2 separate regions of the Mus musculus genome follow, and region 1 is linked to region 2. The links are chromatin contacts, called in public HiChIP or PLAC-seq maps. All regions are on one chromosome and are shown on one strand. Each heading gives the region's core, a stretch centred on a gene start, on an enhancer-like site or on the middle of the called end of the contact. The rest is flanking DNA. Distances are from core to core; before and after follow the strand shown. Region 1 holds the start of Hmgxb4 (HMG box domain containing 4). Region 2 overlaps Large1 (LARGE xylosyl- and glucuronyltransferase 1).

Region 1 (5,413 bases), core at 150-2,649, 1.7 Mb after region 2:
GAAAGGGTTGAAAAGAGGGAACATGATCTAATTATATTTATATATAAGAATTAATAGTAGTGCATGATTTTAATCTCAGTGTTCAGGAGGCAGAAGCAGGAGGATTTCTGTGAATTTCAGGCAAGCCTTGTCTACATAATGAGTTCCAGGACAGCCAGGGCTGCTTCCTCCACCCATCCCTCCCGCCAAAACTGCCTACCTCCTGTGACTTTGACAAAGCAAAACAGAAGAGAAATTCCTCCCTAGAGCAGATGAAGGCTGGGTCTTTTCAGTGAGGAGGGCACCAGCTTCTGGTTGCCCTGATGGAGTGAGCACTGTTCACACAGAAGGCTATTATATACTTACACTATGCTACAAAAACAGAGTCTTTATATTAAACCAGGCTCTGGAAATTGTAAATGCTATTGATTTATTGAGTTCTCCTCAATAAATCAGAAGAAACTGTTTTCTCCTGTTTCTTAGAGAAAGAGTAACTTATTTATTTCCATTTTGTGTGTTTTTAGGGGACATTCCTGTGGCAGTCAAACTTGCATGAATCAGTTCTCTCTTTCCACCATGTAAATTTCCGGTGTCAAACACATACCCAGAGATTTGGTGTAAAATATTTTAACCCACTGAACCAATTCACCAGTCCTCTTAACACTTAAACAAAAATTGGTGTGAGCGGTGTAATAATTTGGTGAGAAAACAGCTTGTCTTACAAGTGTATGGTCTTCCACTTCACCTGGGCTACTCTCCAGATGTAAATGCTAAATTACAAATAAATACGGCTATTAACCCTTATCGCTCTGAGTCCGGCAAAGAACAGATTGTCTTGAAATAAACAGCATAACATTCTGTCTTAAATACAAAAGATTTAGGGGTAAAAGGAGAACAAGAAGGGCTACTATTAGGTGACCAGAAAGGACCGAGATTGCGGAGAAGGACCCATGAGTTCCTAAAAGAGAATACAAAGCTAATTGTCTAATTTTAAGTCTGTCATGAAATTTTCGAGGTTTGTATAAGCACGTGGTAGATAAGTACATAAAATTGTAACTGACAGTGAACGTATAAAATCCAAAGCCAAGCTCCATTGCTTCAGAACGACTGTTCTAATTGCATAGAAGTTTACGGAGCTGTAAAGACTTTGGGTTGGGGCAGGTGTTTGGCTACATTAATCTAATTGCCTGATATTTTTTATTCGCAATTTCTTTACAGAAAGATATTTTTATTGAAGAATAAACAGGAGACTTTTGAAATTATTTGTTTAGACCGAGAAGAGATTTCTAGACTAAACCTGCAACGGAGGAGTGTATTCTCAAACGGTACCGCGACCGCGCTCAACAAGCAGGTTTATTCGATGCGCTCGACGCTCTTTCGCCGGCGCGGTAGCCCCGCTGCAGTAGGAGTCTGCGCTCTGGGCTCGACTGAGGCGCCCTTGTTGCTCGCGCTTTTCTCTCCTTCTCCAAGATGGCGGCCGTCGGCGGCGCTGAGGCGGGATCCGAGCGAGCCGAGTGAAGGTAGCGGCGAGCGGAGCCCCCACCAGACCCGTCCGGACCCCCACCCCGGGGCGGCAACGGCCCCGCCCGGCCTCCGCCCACCGCTCCGGCCCCCCGACACCGTCCGGGAGGCGCTTCAGGCCCGCCGCGGCCTAGCTCGGGGGCCAAGCCGGGAACTGGAGTAGCGGCTGCAGCCGCCCCGGGGAAGGGGCTCGAGCGGGCCGCAGGAGGAAGGCGGCGGGAGCTGTTCAAACGGGGAAGGCGGGAAAGCTGCGGGGCCGGGAGGGGGCGTGCGGCCGCCCCAGGGACCCGCGGCCCGCGCCGCCCCTCCCCCTGCGCCGCTGTCTGGGCGCTCCGGGGCGCCGGAGGCCGACGGGACGTGGGAACACGGGTCGGGCGGAGCGCGGCATGGGAGCCGGGGCGCGGGCTACCTGGGGCTGTCAGGAAGAGAGGTCCCGGGCCGGCGGGCGGGAGGGCTGGGCGCGCGGTGAGCGGCGAGCGGGAGAGGATGCCCGGAGCTTCCTGCGCTGCGCAGAGCTTTGTTGAACTAGCGGTTGCAGCAGACCTGCCGAGGTTATCACAGCGGGGACCCCGGGAACGGTGGTCTTGGGGACTGTATGGATAAACGATCTCGTATTGTGTGTGTTCTTTGCGTGCGACTCAGTTTGAACATGCCTTCTTAATTGGAGTCATCTCCATACAGGCCCATTTCCCCCTCCACAACCACTACTTGTAGGTTCACTTTAGTTTATATCATATAGCAGACAAGATATGTCTACCACCCACCCACCCCACCCTTGTTTCCAGTACTGGCTGATTCTATACCCTCGTAGCAAAATACATTTTTAAAAACTGCATCCAAAGTAAAGCCTGTTGATTATGGCTTGTCAAAATTTGGATCGCTGAACTCGTGGAACCGAGTATGTTATCAGCCAATCTGTGCAGTGGTCGTGGTTCCAGTTAGCATTGCAGTGAGAAGATTCAGTGCGCCTTTCTGGCTATGGAGATCTCTGCAAGTTGCGAAGCTGGCAGGGGCTGGAGTGCTGCATAGGTGGGTCCTTGGAAAAGGGTGTGGCAAGAACTCCAACAGATCCAAGAAGGAAGGAAACCCACTGAAGTAAGAATTCACCTGTGCTATCCTAGAAGTAGCAACAAAATATCAGAATCTGCCAACAGCTGGATGTGTTTCTTCCTTTGACTGCATGGACTGGCAATCTAAGTTCCTAAAAACAGCCTTGGAGGAAACTCCCGTCTGGAGGAGACAGACCTTCCTTGCCCAGTTTACTGGGTGGATTTTCTTTCTTTTTCAATTCTCCGATCTGTTCTGGGATGATGATAACGATTAGCGATTGCTGGAACTGAGATTACCTCCAAAAACTTAGTTTCTGAAACTTTTTTTATAGTTAACGCTTTGAATTTCCAAAATAACAAAATTCTACCTTTGAAGATTTTAACTTTTTTCATAATTACTTGTTATCCCAAAAGCCTGTGCTGAAGTTTTATTTTCAAGTGGAATTAACAGCCTGCTTCTCCTTTCTTATACCCTGAAGAAAAGCCTTGGAAGAGCCGAGCCACGGTGTTCACGTTTTCTAAGCATTCGCTATCTATAATGGCATAAACAGTATTAAACAATGAATGAGCTTTTCTATGCTGTCATGTTTTTGCACACTAAGACAAACACTAACTGTAAGATTATCCTGCCCCAAGAAGTTGACAGCATAGAATTTTGTAAACTCCAAAATTATGGAATTCAAGAGAATGGGTTTTAGCACCTGTTTTGTGTTTGCTAACATTTGATGTAGTTGTTTTCTGATGTGAAAATCAAACCTAAATTTTTGATCTTCATTAACTCTCCCAATTTACTTTCTACCCCTGAGCCCTCAATTTAATTTGAGACATAGTGTTCATCTAATCTTGTATGAATGCTCCTGAACTCTGCTTTCTTTCACACTGCTGCTTGAGACCTTTTCCCCCTCCCTGGTACTGTCTTTTTCTTGTGAGGCAGCCACCATTTAGGGCCCATCAGTCTGCCCATCCTGGGAATATTCCATAGTATTTCTCAGGTTCTGGGCTGCCCTACATATTGGACTTGTGTTCAGGGTTCACTCACTTTTCCTACAAGCATCTAGTCTTTGTTTGTTTGTTTGTTTGTTTGTTTGTTTTTAAGATTTATTTATTATATGTAAGTACACTGTAGCTGTCTTCAGACACACCAGAAGAGGGTGTCAGATCTCATTATGGATGGTTGTGAGCCACCATGTGGTTGCTGGGATTTGAACTCAGGACCTTCAGAAGAGGAATCAGTGCTCTTAACCACTGAGACATCTCACCAGTCCCTGGTCTTTATTTTAAGAAAGTTCTGGTAGTAGCAGGCGTAGTCCTAATACAGAAAGCCAGCACGTCTGTGTTGACCTGCCTTCAGGAGCATTCCCTAATTTTATGTTTCCAAACCTTTTTAAAATGTACTAATTTTTCACAGCAGTCAAGAAATAACTTTTCACACCTAGTAAAAAGTTCAGCTGGCTTCCAACCCAATAAGACATTGCCTAATTGTATCTTATATTACTTGTAATGTTCTCAAGGGGGAAAGCTGTTTATGAGTCTCTGGCCTGCCATTACTTATGTTTAAAAGTGTATTGGTGTTTGACCAGTGACTGATGGATGTATTATGAGACTAAATAAGGATGTGGTTGGACTGGGGAGGAGCGGGGCATTATTTCTCAGGAATTCTATGCCAAAATTCATCAGGTACGAAAAGCCTGAAACTTCAATCTAAAGTTATTTTACTTAGTGTCAGCTTGTGAAAGCCAAGATCACCTGTATGGCTTTCTAATAAACTCATCATTTTTGAACTAGTGAGAATATTGCCATTGTTTTGTTTGAGAGATTCTCTCTAGCCCTGGAATTCATTATGTAGATCAGGCTGGCCTTGAATTCACAAGATAGCCACTTGTCGATGCCTTCCAAGTGCTGGAATTAAAGGTGTGTGCCACTTGGCAAAATTGTTGTCTTTAAATGAGTGCATATCATTTTCAGTGGCCCACCTTCACTCCCTTTTAAGTTAATATCGAGGGGTTGGAAGTGAAGAACAGTTTCTATTTAAGAAAGTGTAGTAATTAAACACTAAAACAGGAAAAAATGGCCATGTATATCTTGTCACCTTACATTCTTACATGAGGCCTGACCCTACATTTTCTTCATTTCATGAGAAAAGCCCTGTGAGCAACCAGCATGCCAGCTCTTTAAACAATTGGCTTCATGTAGATTTACTTCCCTCCAGCTTCCCTTACCTTGAACAAATTCCTTCATTTCACATTTTGTAATTCTCAGACTTTGAAAATCATAACAGTGCTTTTCTTTGTATTGTCAACTTTGGCCTACCTGTGCATTGTATTTATGTGGCTTTTAAAGAAACATTTGTTGTTTTGTTTTGAGACAGGGTCTCACTTGGGAGCCCTGGCTGGCCTGGAACTCATGTAGAGCAGACTGGCCTGAGATTTACAGAGAACCACATGCCCCTGACATGCTGACTCCTGTGTGCTGGGACTAAGGGTATTCACCAGCAAGCCTCACTAAATTAAAACTCTTAACCATTAAGTCATGAAAATTTCCCGTTAATCAGCTCGTGTTTTCTTTCCCACAAACTCTGTGCTTCTGTTTTCTCCACACCTATCTGAAGGGCGGAATAATGTTACAGAACTGACCTTCAGTCATCCTAAAGTCATTTATTATAGTGAAGGTTAAATTAAATTACCAATTAGATTAACTTCTAAGCACTTGACTGAATGAGAACATTTTCAAATTAGTTATTTCAGATATCCTGCAAAGCAGTGAGTTCTAGGCCAGTCAGAGCTGCTACATAGTAAGACCTTGTCTCAAAAAAGAAAAACTATGCAAATATTTTCTGTCCTTAAGGTGCTTTAAGGATTTACTTT
Region 2 (5,866 bases), core at 999-3,498:
CCCTGGCACATACATCACTGTAGAGAACCGTGACCCTTACTGACCCATGGCAATCACCTGCTGCAGTGAGTGAGCAGGGGAGACCTGGATTCATACAAAGTCCAAGCACTCTCTGTTGCATAGGATTTAGGAGTCTGTTTATTCTGTTCACTGATGGATTATAAAATCATTATGGGACAATCCATGGCCCAGAGAAACAGCTTCCATGACGAAGAGGGTTGAAACAATGCTAACTAACATAGGAAAAGCATGCATCCACACAGACCGGCCTTAACATTCTATCCAGCTTTAAAGTAATTTGACAAGAATATCACCAAATTGGCATCTAAATTCACCAAGTGAACATCCAAAACCTTAAAGTCTAGGCAAATTAAGAGAAGTCCCACAATAAAGCATTTTGATTGCGACAGCAAAATTGGTCCTAAAAATTAATAGTCTGTTGTGGCTTTACAAACTATAAGACTATTTCATAGCAGTATACATATAAAACTGGTTTTGAAGGCTAGCTCTTAAAATGCTGAGAATAATACAATTTAATCTCTCACTCCAGCTTTGATCTATGAATGAAAACTGTTAGGACTCTCTGACAAGAAAAGTAAAAATATGGTCTAAGAGATTCCCTTTTCTTTTCTCAATGGTATCCAGTAATATACTGTTTCTAATATGCTTTTGGATATTTGCCATCCAGCATTCCTACAGCAGCCCTAGGTGAGAAGTGAGCAGCATATATAAATTCCATCCCTACCCAAGCCTCCCCCTGGCAGATACCCTAAATTAGTTTTGAGAAGTTTCTTAGAGGGCAGATTTTTCCATCAAAGAGAGAAAACTCAACCTAAATTACCCTTTAAAACAAACAGACAAAAATCTAATGGCTTATGATCTGTAAATCCCTGTCAGACAAGGTCTGATATGCCCAGCACTCTTGTTCTTGATCACTTTATTCTCTGTTATGATTTGGATGTCACATGTTTAAATACTTGGTCCCTCCCCAGATGGTGGTACTGTTTGGGGAGGCTGTGGAACCTTTGAGAAGTGGAAACAAGGGAGTCAGTTTGCTGGGGTGGACCTTAAAGGTTATATAGTACAGCCTGGATTCTGGCTGGAGTCCTCTGCTTCCCAGTACAGAGTTAGGAGCAAACCTAGCCAGGTGATTTTACCAACCTGGACAGGACTTGTTCCAGCCCACATGCCTTTCCCATTGCTGACCTGAGAACCAAAAGAAAACCTTCCTCCTTTATAAACATAGCTCACTATCTTATGACTCTGACCAGGTCTTGTGTAATCCTTATGCCAAACACGAGACAGAACAATCATCATTGTCCTTCTCAGAGCCCTGTACCATCTTCTCTTAAGTCCCTGGGAGGAAGTGACCACAGCCCATCCAGAGCAAAAGTGAATGCTAAGCTAGAACATCAAGAGATGCCACAGATATAAGGAGACAGAGAGAATCAGGACTCAAACAGAAATCACAGATTCCAAAATAGTGACGAATCATTTCAAAATGTAGGAGTGAATCACAAGTCTTTCAAACTGAATCTCTTGGCCACAAATAAAGTCTGAAATATTTAACAACTGCCTACAGGGCTTCAAAGAGAGTCAGGTTCCTCTTACAAAACAAAGTTTGTAAAATCAAACAAGGTTACCATTATCTAAATAAAAATCCCTTTTATACTGCTAAATGGCTTCTCACCATGTGCAAAGTCAGAATCTTGTACTTGACGTAGAAAGGAAAAGCTTTTTGCCCTATTTTTGTCCCTACAATAATGTAAAGTACCAAATCCCATTTCTTAAGAAGCTCCAGCGTGTGCATTGCGCTGGCTATTTGAAACTCTAAAATGACACCTATTATTCAGTTAGGGATTATGATCTTGAGCAGTAAGGTGTTTTTAATAAAAAAATAAAATTAAAAATAGATTTACCACAGCCTTTTTAATGAAACTAGCAGCTCTCTCAAGCTTACAGGGAAAATGATATATTTGGGGGATTGCTTTATATATTGACCTGAAAAGTACTGTTTTAAAAATTTCACTAACATTCACCTTTGGAGCAAGTGCACATTGTTCACATGTGTGAATACACACACACACACACACTCCAATCCCCCACTGCAGGGATAGTCAGGCAGTACACAGGATCCCACCAGAACAAATCCCCTGGAACTTTGCATTCTTGACAGCCAGGGAACAGCAAGTGAAGCCTAGCAGATGTGTGACAAGTACGGAAATGAGTCAGCCTAGTACTGTCCAATAGAACTTCTGGGGACAATACACAAAATTCCACACAGGGGCCCTCCACTTCAGTAGTCATTCACTGCATGTGGCCACAGAGACCAAGGAAGCAGATTTTTAATGTAATTTAATTTAATTCATTAAAGGAGTCACAGGTGGCTAGTGACTACGGAATTGGAAGATAGTTTGGATGCTACTCTTAAGAGTTCTCCCCAGCATGGTGGATGCCTTCCTTCCTATTTTGTATCCCAGCATAGACTGTTACCTTCAGATCTCCAAACAGGCCTGTGCTTTCTACTCTGGGTTCTTGCTGACCCCTTAAAGCATACTCCTGGTCATGCACTCTAAACGTAGGCAGTCATCTCTTCTGGGAAGCCTCTCCTAGTTTTTCTCTATAAATACAACACTCAAGAGGCCAACTTTCTTCTCCTTCCCCATTGGTTTATCGGCCACAGCAAGTTCCTTCCACCATACAAGGCAGCATCGTATTGGTGGAGAGAATATTTTCTGCAGACAGCTGTCCAGCATAACTCCTGTCTTTGGCCTATGCTCATTGCCATCTCCCTGACCTCTTGAAGCTATGTCCTCTTTTCAAACCCCAATGCTCCATCTGTAAAACGTGATTACTAATGAAAGCTTTCCCTTCTGATTGTTGTAAAGAGTACAGGAATGATGAGACACAGGCAAATCATTAGCACAGTGCTTGGCAAGCAGCAAAGACTCAATAAAATTGACCAGTCATTCTTATTTATCATTGTTAAGAGCTATTAGAGTGTGTACCTGTAAGTATGGACTAGGTCTTTGCCATCCCTGGAACCCACTCCTAACATACAGCAAGTACTCGTTAAAGATATAAGTTGTTAACAATGCCTCCAGTGGGTGGACGCCAGGCCTGAGCTCAGCTCTAAGGAGTCTCCTAATGCTGAGCAACCAGACTCTGAAGGTAGTACTCTAAAGCTCTAAGTACATTTCAGAAGAAGTAAGCAGGGGAAGTGGGGTGAGATCACAAGTCCAACACTTATGCAGGGCTAACTCAAGCTGCACAGAAAGTGGTTTCCTCCACCCTGACTGCCTCTCCCACCACTACCCAACCCTCTAACCAGGCCAAATCTGTAGCAAAAAAAAATACTAGCAGTGGAAGCAAACCTCACCATGCAGATTAGGGTACAAAGTAAATTTAAGGTCTAACACTAGCCTATAAGAAAAAGAGAGTACCCTCCCTTATTCTTCTAGGTTACCCCACCCCTTCCTTTCCTAGATGGCTACCTGGCTCTAGGGGAAAACCTTCCAACTTACCAGAACATCCTTATAGCCCTGGATTCCCACTGTGCTCTGGAGGTGCTTGTTCCTGGCCCTGAAAGATGGGCTCTCCTGAGGCTCTTCTAGGCTGCTTGGTTTTATTGAAGGCAAATATGGATGAACAGCAGGTGAAACAAGCATTAAAAGTGATTAAATGTTCAATATACAGCCTTCCAGCCCATGTGGACTCCCAAGGAGACTGTTCATTTCCCAAATTTGCAATTTTTGGCTGTCTTCTGCTGGAAGTGATCTGGCACAGCTGCAGGGCCACGAGCTAAAAACTAGCAAAGTGGGGGCTCGCAGCACACAGCAAGCACTTACTTCTCAAAGGACTTTCCTCCTGGCATGCTTCGGGCAGAGAAGGAGTTCAGCAGTTCTGGCTAGAGGGGAAAGGCAGCCTGGAGTGCAGAATGCATAGAGCCTATGCAGGAAGCTAAAAGCCTACAGATTGGGGTAACAGATCAGAAATAGCTGCCAGGAGGCTGGGACAGGCAGTTGCCTCCTAGGTGAATCTGGTTCTCTTTCCTCTCTGGTCTTCCATTTTCTCCTTTATATAGTCAGAGGGTAGTTTCTACCTTTTCTGCCTCTTTCTTTCTTTCTTTCTTTCTTCTTTCCTTTCTTTCTTCCTCTTCTTAAAGTAGGAACTTCTTTCTGTTTAAACAAAATCCTAGGGGGAAGTTCTAATGCAGAAAACACAGAGGTAAACAGGACTGGAACACAACTGTAAAATTCTGGATCCTATTGATTGAGTCTTTACCCTGGCCCCCAACCCCAGAATCTAGGAAGTGCAGGGCACAATATTAGGAAGTCACATTGTCAGATAACATCAGTCACATCAAGCTCAACTATTTCAGGCTATTACCTGTGACAGACCTCACCTTGCCTGTTTATCAGGCAGAGCCAAGAAAAAGGTTTGTCCTAGTTTCCCAAGCCTCTCTTCAGGGAGATTCTGACTCTGCCACACAATGGCAAAGCCTCAGCTGCTCCAAATGACCGCTTCATCCTGCAAGCCTGTCCCACATGAAAGATGCCTACGTATCATTCAACAAGTCCTGCGCCACCTCCAGGAGCAACCTTACTCCACGCCTACTGACCATATCTTCTGTGTGATGACCCTGAGGAAATACTTCCCAGAAGATTGCACCTCAATAATATGGGCCCCTTATTAATCATAGCTGTTTTCCAACCCCAAACAAACAGCTTCCATTGTCCCAGCAAAACACAAAAGGGTTCACATCCACAGATTCTTAGTTCAAAATACCAGGAAAACAACCTTGATAAGAGTCCGTGGCTTCCCTTTGAAACTTTATAGGCCAGGCATCATCGTGTTTATTTCTTTCAGCATTATCCTCAAATCTCCCACAAAGGCTCGTTATGGTCTGAGCACTCAATGACTTTTCCAGACTGAGTTCCAACTACTGTCACAATCTTTGCAAAACAAAAAACAAAAACAAAACAAAACAAAACAAAAAAAACAAAAAAGCATAGCTCTTTCGCAATAACCTGTTGCTATGACAAACACCATAATCAAAACCAACTTGGAGAGGAAAAGATTTATTCAGCTTATATAGTCCATCATCAATGGAAGTCCGGGCAGGAGCTCCAGGCAGGAACCAAAGCAGAGATCATGGAGGAACACGGCTTTACAGGCTTCCTCTCCTGCTTCTGCTCAGCTGTTTCCTCTATGACCCATAGTGGTAGTGCAAACCTCACAGTGGATTAGGTCCTCCCACAAACATTAGTCAAGAAAATCCCCTCAAAGACAAACCCACAGGCCAACTGGAAGGAGGAAATTTCTCAACTGTGGTTGTGTCTTCCTGTCTTTCCTGATTTGCCAAGTTGACAGCCAAGATTAGCTCCCATAGGCTACATTATTGCATTAGAAAGTTTTATTACAAAAATGTCAACCAGAGACTGAAGAAAATAACAAAATAACTCAGTAGTTAAGAGAACTTGCTGCCCTTCTAGAAGATACAGGTTCCATTCCCAGCACCCAATATGAGTTTCACCACCTTCTGTATCCAATGATTTTTCCACATTCCACAGGTATCAAACATGCATATACAGACATATATGCAGGCAAATCACACATAATGTAGTTTTGTTGCTGCTGCTGCTGCTGCTGCTGTTGTTTTTTTAAGTCAAGAGAGAAGAAAAGGAAGAAAGCAAGGACAAAGGAAGAAGTGGAAAAGGGAAATGGTCAAAGGTATTCAGAAGAGAGTTGCTATGTATCCTAGGTTAGACATCAAAAATGACCGGACCATAACCATTTTGGGCATAACCTTTGCTCTACTCAGTCTTTTTACACTTTTCTCTCAAGAATTATTTTGGAACAAAAC

Evidence for each region. HiChIP or PLAC-seq counts read pairs in DNA pulled down with a chosen protein or histone mark.
Region 1: an H3K27ac HiChIP or PLAC-seq map of the NIH/3T3 cell line shows a contact between it and region 2, with 11 times the contacts expected there. The contact joins the promoter of Hmgxb4 here to the enhancer-like site in region 2. A contact is called at or near these places in 8 of 39 promoter capture datasets (the 3T3-L1 cell line, cranial neural crest, embryonic stem cells and 5 more) and 7 of 115 datasets of contacts at active chromatin or transcription factors (the NIH/3T3 cell line, extraembryonic endoderm stem cells, large pre-B cells and 4 more).

What each region holds. Positions count from the first base shown.
Region 1 is chr8:74,992,251-74,997,663 of GRCm38.p6, forward strand. It overlaps Hmgxb4 (HMG box domain containing 4), which reads left to right and starts at 1,400. Exons shown (of 11, transcript NM_178017.2): 1 at 1,400-1,499.
Region 2 is chr8:73,288,608-73,294,473 of GRCm38.p6, forward strand. The region is part of intron 1 of Large1 (LARGE xylosyl- and glucuronyltransferase 1); the gene reads right to left. Among named protein-coding and RNA genes, the nearest start is that of Large1, 62 kb to the right of the region's middle. Within about 2 kb of position 2,249, at least 56 of the 459 cell types and tissues checked have an H3K27ac peak or open chromatin away from gene starts, as enhancers often do. A contact at or near this core is called in the NIH/3T3 cell line, where this site is marked.